Regions from separate parts of the Rattus norvegicus genome. Here region 2 is linked to region 1. The links are chromatin contacts, called in public Hi-C maps. All regions are on one chromosome and are shown on one strand. The core of a region is the stretch at or near the end of the contact, and the rest is flanking DNA. Distances in the headings are between cores, read along the strand shown.

The links. Hi-C and Micro-C count contacts between places; a contact is called where the count stands out from the background.
Region 2: a contact with region 1 is called in a Hi-C map of the A7r5 cell line, with 3 times the contacts expected there. The contact joins the promoter of Creb3l2 here to the enhancer-like site in region 1. A contact is called at or near these places in 2 of 12 Hi-C or Micro-C datasets (the A7r5 cell line and liver).

Annotation. Positions count from the first base shown.
Region 1 is chr4:66,945,477-66,948,176 of GRCr8, reverse strand. The region is part of intron 1 of Creb3l2 (cAMP responsive element binding protein 3-like 2); the gene reads left to right. Among named protein-coding and RNA genes, the nearest start is that of Creb3l2, 44 kb to the left of the region's middle. Within about 2 kb of position 1,311, at least 20 of the 93 cell types and tissues checked have an H3K27ac peak or open chromatin away from gene starts, as enhancers often do. A contact at or near this core is called in the A7r5 cell line and liver, where this site is marked.
Region 2 is chr4:66,989,468-66,992,167 of GRCr8, reverse strand. Creb3l2 (cAMP responsive element binding protein 3-like 2) reads left to right here and starts at 1,336. Exons shown (of 12, transcript NM_001012188.2): 1 at 1,336-1,786. The coding sequence starts at 1,685.

The DNA.
Region 1 (2,700 bases), core at 62-2,561:
TGTTTAATGCCAAATAAGATCCCAGCCTCCCGGGTCCCTGGAGAGGGGTCGAGTGAGGCTGTATTTCAGAGCAGGGTCCCTCTGGAGCAGAGCATCCTGCCTCTGGGATCTGCTGACAGAGGAGGGCCAAGTGCTGGTGCTGAGGTAATCTGCAGCCTGTCTCCTCCTGGGCATCTGGGACTGTGGGGCGTACCAGGAAAGTAGAGGGCAAACCGGGGCAATGGATCACCCAACTCCCCAGCCTCCCTGCCTCTCCCCTCACTCATGGCCAAAGAAGGCAGAAACATTCCAGGCTCCTTTCTCAGGTTTAAGAATAACGTTCACCCCTGAGAGACCTGCAGAGCTCGTTCAAACCAAACGATCTTTTTTGAGAAAGCTCTCTCTTTCTCTCTATCTTTCTCTGTGTCTCTGTATCTCTGTTCCCCCCCGCCCCCCCGCCCCAGTCCTTGTCTTCTCTCCATCTCCCTCTGTCTGTTTCAATCTGTGGTGCTGGAGATCCAACAAATGTGGGACAGGTTTGTGAGTGCAGCGTTACAGGCACTAAACGATCCACTTTAAAACTAGGGGTGCTCCTCCACTTTAAAACTAGGGGTGCTCCTCCGACCTTTGGATGTAGGTGAGGCACCTGTGGGAACGTGACAGCCTGAGGGCTGCACCTGGCTCCTCCGTGTAAAACCTTCCCACCTGCTGAGTTTCCTGAAAGCAGTGAGCTGAAGACCTTTCAGGGAGAGCAGGCTCCGGAGAGATGATCCCTGCCTGCCGCCACTGCTGCTTCTACTGGGCAGCTGTTGACTTTCTGCAGGCCTGAAGGTTATCTGTAGTCGGCCAGTTATATCCTCAGTGCTGTGTAGCCTTTTCTTTTTAGGAAAAATAATACACAGTTAGGACAAGGTGTCGCTAAGTGCCAACTCCTAGAATCATTCAACACTGTGGCTCCATTTCAACCATCATCTTGCTTATCCATTCTATGTAAATATAACAGATACTGTTTAGCACCTCAGGGTCAAAGGGCAAACGCCTGGTTATCCTGTGGAGGCTGAAAATAGCAGAAGCCCCAGCAGAGGCCTCTTGGATGGGATCTTCTCTCTCTGTTTTTTTACCCCATGGCTCTCCAGAACAGCTTTGTTTTCTCTTTCTGCCTGCGTACAGACACACACACACACACACACACACACACACACACACACACACACCTACCTCTGTTTTTCCTCCTGATGAGGTTGCATGTCTGTGTGATATCTCTGGCTGGTGTGAAAAGTCTTGATGATGTTTTTCCACTCTGCAAAGGTCCTCTTTGTTGACTACCAGTGAAGACCTCTCCTTTCCTTGGTTGTCTGACCTCCAGCTGTTTATGAGCTAGTCTGCATCAACAGTTGCCTAGACACCATGTGAAAACAGGCTTGGATAAAGGCTTTTCCTTCCTTCCTTCTCTCCTTCCTTCCTTCCTTCCTTCCTTCCTTCCTTCCTTCCTTCCTTCCTTCTCTCCTTCCTTCCTTCCTTCCTTCCTTCCTTCCTTCCTTCCTTCCTTCCTTCCTATCACAGGTACATTCTGATTTAAGGTTGGTGTTAGAAGTAGCTCATTGTATATATCCTGGCCTTAAGGTACATGGAAGTCAAGCCAGAACCCCATACATGGGATACACCCTTGTGCCTGTTGTCAACATTCCAGGGTGGTCATGGATGACCCAAATCTTTCTCCTCCGCAACCCCATATTACCTTCCCTTCGTGGAGACTCTGTGTTGTAAATGGCCTTTTTAAAGAACATTAGCAAAACCAACAGAAAAATTTCAGACACCATTATTCATCCTCCAGTTACTCGGAGCTCAGCCAGGCTGGAGTGTGTGTGAAGAGAGAAGGCGGGTGCCCCAAGTTGGTCATGGTGCAGGAATGTGTTATGTGGAGTGGCCATTAATCAGCCCAGTGATGTGCAGGTTTTCAGCAGGGCAATGCTAGGAGCTGGTCCTCTTTTAAAAGCAATTACAGTGACTTAGAGGGACAAACTCCCTAGCCCTGAATTCTGCTACTTCCCAGGAAAAAATCATGATGGAGTCAGGAGACACCAATGGGCACACTTTTAAAAGTCTGAAACGACTGAAGGATTCTTAAGCTCCTGGGCAGGGAAATAAATGACTGTGGCCGGACCTGGGGTCAAAGGAGAAAGAGATGCCAGGAAACCATAGTGTTGGTAACGTCAGCAAATATTTACTGAGCACCTCCTACGTGGAGGATTTCCCTTTATAGGTGGGGTAGCGTCACTGTCAATCAGTCAACAAAGTAGGAGTCACATAAGAAAGTCCAGAACAGATAAACATTAATTTCAGATAATGACAAGAGCAAAGGTGGATACTAAAACAGGGTTTGGGGACCCCAGTGGAGGCATGGGTACCATCTTTTGGAGCTGACTTTTGATATGGGCAGCTGAGGGCCTGGGAAGGATTTGGAATCAGCAGCCAGGAGATGGGGAAGGAGGTGCCTTGTGGAGGAGATAGAAATCCAGATACAGAGGACGTGCAGAGCGTACACAACAAATCATCTCCAAGTTTCCCAGATGGCCTTAATTGACTTTTGGGGGGGGAAGCCTAGCATGGTATTAGTCACAGGATGGATAATAAGGATGTGTAGATTTTTCTCATAATCGCTTCTTGCTGTTTGGAGTGGTTATGTCCGACAAAGACATTGAGTTAGCAGAGGAGAGAAAT
Region 2 (2,700 bases), core at 87-2,586, 44 kb before region 1:
ATTAAAAGTCTCAAAATGTCCTAGGCTAGACAGACTCATTTACATGAAGATGAAATGTTGCTCAAAGACAGTGTAAAGTTCTGAGACTTTTGAGTGTCCCCATACAGCAAAGCCATGCTTTAAGGAAGACACTATACTCTGTAGACCTGATACCTGACTGTTCCCTGTAAGAACCACCTGGAACCACAGCATTTCCCTTGTATGTAAAATGGCTAAGCTATAGCAGACTAGGGCTGTTTCTATAAAAGGAATCATCAAAAAGGAAAAAGAAAAATCATGTTGGGGGAAATTCCACAGAATGGGCCCTTTCTTCTCTAATGGGGTCAAGGCTTAGAACTCTTTCCCACCACTCACTTTGGGGTGCATTAAAACACTTGCTTTCCTCTAAGCCCCACTTCATCCACATGCCACACAAATGTCACCTCCCTGACCAGTATCTGAAATAGTATCCACCTGCCCATTCTCTCATTTTTTGCCTGACATTCCACTGGGAATAAAAGATCTGTGAACCAGGCACTAGTAGCATAACCCTGTAGTCCCTCCCAGCTCTCCGGGAAGCGAGGCAGGGAGATCAGGAGTTTAAGGCCAGCCTCAGCTGCACAGCAAGGTTGAGGACAGCCTGGGCTACCTACATTCTACCTTATCTCAAAAACAGAACAAATCAACAAAACTCTATGAATTAAAAAAAAAATCAGGCCACTGATTTAGGACTTGGCAAAGTGTGTCATTGGTTAATATCTGTTTAATAAAGCCCATAAAACTACATAAAAAGCAGGCAACGAGTGTGCTAGAACTGTGATAATTCAGAATTCTGTGCACGTGCGCCTTTTCATATATGTAGTGCATTTTTTAAAATCCAGAGTCAGGCGACCTAAACAGTTTGAAATGTGGACAGCGCTTCAATCTGCTTGGTTTCTCTGAGGAAATAAACTCGCGAAACAAAACTCCTTTAAGCGGAGACTCTTAGGGAGCACACTGGACGCGCACGCCCTCTCTTATAAAAATGTATTCTTGTCGCTATTTGATTGGTTGGCTCCGCCAGGTCCCCCTCGTTCATTGATCTATGTTCCAGTCTATCATTTCTAGACCCAAGCACCCTATTGGTCCGTTTCGACGCTCCGGCAGGAGGCGTTCCTCGATGACGTAAAAGAGCCTCTCCGCCCACATTCCGAGGTCTAGGCGGAGACTTCCCTCGACTCTGTCTCTGGGGGCGGGACATGGATGAGAGAGGGACTTTTGATACGGTATAGATGGCAAGACGCGCGTCCGATTGGTCACTGGCCTGGAAGGAGGTGGGGTCGCCTCTGGATCCAGGGGCAGAGCTCAAAAGCCCAAGGGAGTCTCAAAGTTTGTCTGGAACACTAGTGGGGAGTGGGCTTGTTGCGGGAGGACTTTCTTGGGATGAAAGCTGCCTTCTTGCCTTCCTTTTGGATGCACAGCCCGATTTAACCCCTGCACTTCCCGCCCGATCCCAGCAGTTTTGTCCTCCCCGGGGATTCACAGATCTCCGAGGACACGGGTCGTGGAGCCTTCGGCAGGGCTCTCGCGGGTTCCTGCTCCAGTGCATAAGTTCCACTCGCGCACACGCAAGTACCCGCGGAGAGAGGCGTCTCACCCGCCCGCGGCGGCTCTGCGTGGTCCCTTCCTGCCTCAGCATCCTCGGCCCTGCGCGGTGCCCACCGCCATGGAGGTGCTGGAGAGCGGGGAGCAGAGTGTCCTGCAGTGGGACCGCAAGCTGAGCGAGCTGTCAGAACCCGGAGAGACTGAGGCTCTCATGTACCACACGGTGAGGACCCGTGGTCCGGGCAAAGGGGGGCGGGGGTGAGGAGAAAAGTGGATTTTGTCACCAGCTGGGTCCTGGGAGGCAGCGTTTGGGAAGGGGCATGGCCATAACTAGAGGTCTGGTGAAAGGAGTTTTCTTCTATGAACACTTGAAGGTGCACAGCTGGGACCTTTAAACTTTCTTCCGAATAAATCACCCTTTGTATTCCAAAGCAGTTTATAGTGTTTTCCTATCAGTCGCACCATTTCCTATTGCTAACGGTACAGCAACGCTGGGAAGGGACGCGTTTTGAGAATAATGCCTCCACCCAGTTACATTGATTTTGGGGGGGGGGTATGCTAAGGTTTGTAACTAACACACACACACACACACACACACACACACACACACACACACCAAAATTTGGACAAGCTAATGTAATATTTTCTTCCCATATGGTTTTTTATCCCCACCCCACCCAGTTTCTTTACTTTCTTGTTTATATCTTTAAAATGTTCGTGAGTCTTAAAAGCCTTTCTTCCCCACACTGGAAGGCGGCTGCCTCACTTGGCTGCTTAGTCTGTGTAGCCGCGAACTCCTACCCCCCTTTTCAGGAGAAAGATCTCTGAGAAGTTTGGAAAATCTGAGGCATGTTTCTGAGAGGCTCTGGGGAAAGATGGGACAGCTCACGAGTTCTTTCCTGCAGAGACCTCTTTGGAGACTCAGCTGTCAGAAGCGTGAATCTTTTAAAGATGTCACTTTTAGCTTTTTTTGCAAGAGAAAATCCTGTTTGTAATAGCCAGTGCTTGTAATGTGGCTTTGTTCAGACCTCTTAGAAGGAGAGAGAGAGAGAGAGAAAGAGAGAGAGAGAGAGAGAGAGAGAGACAGAGAGAGAGAGAGACAGAGAGAGAGAGACAGAGAGAGAGACAGAGAGAGAG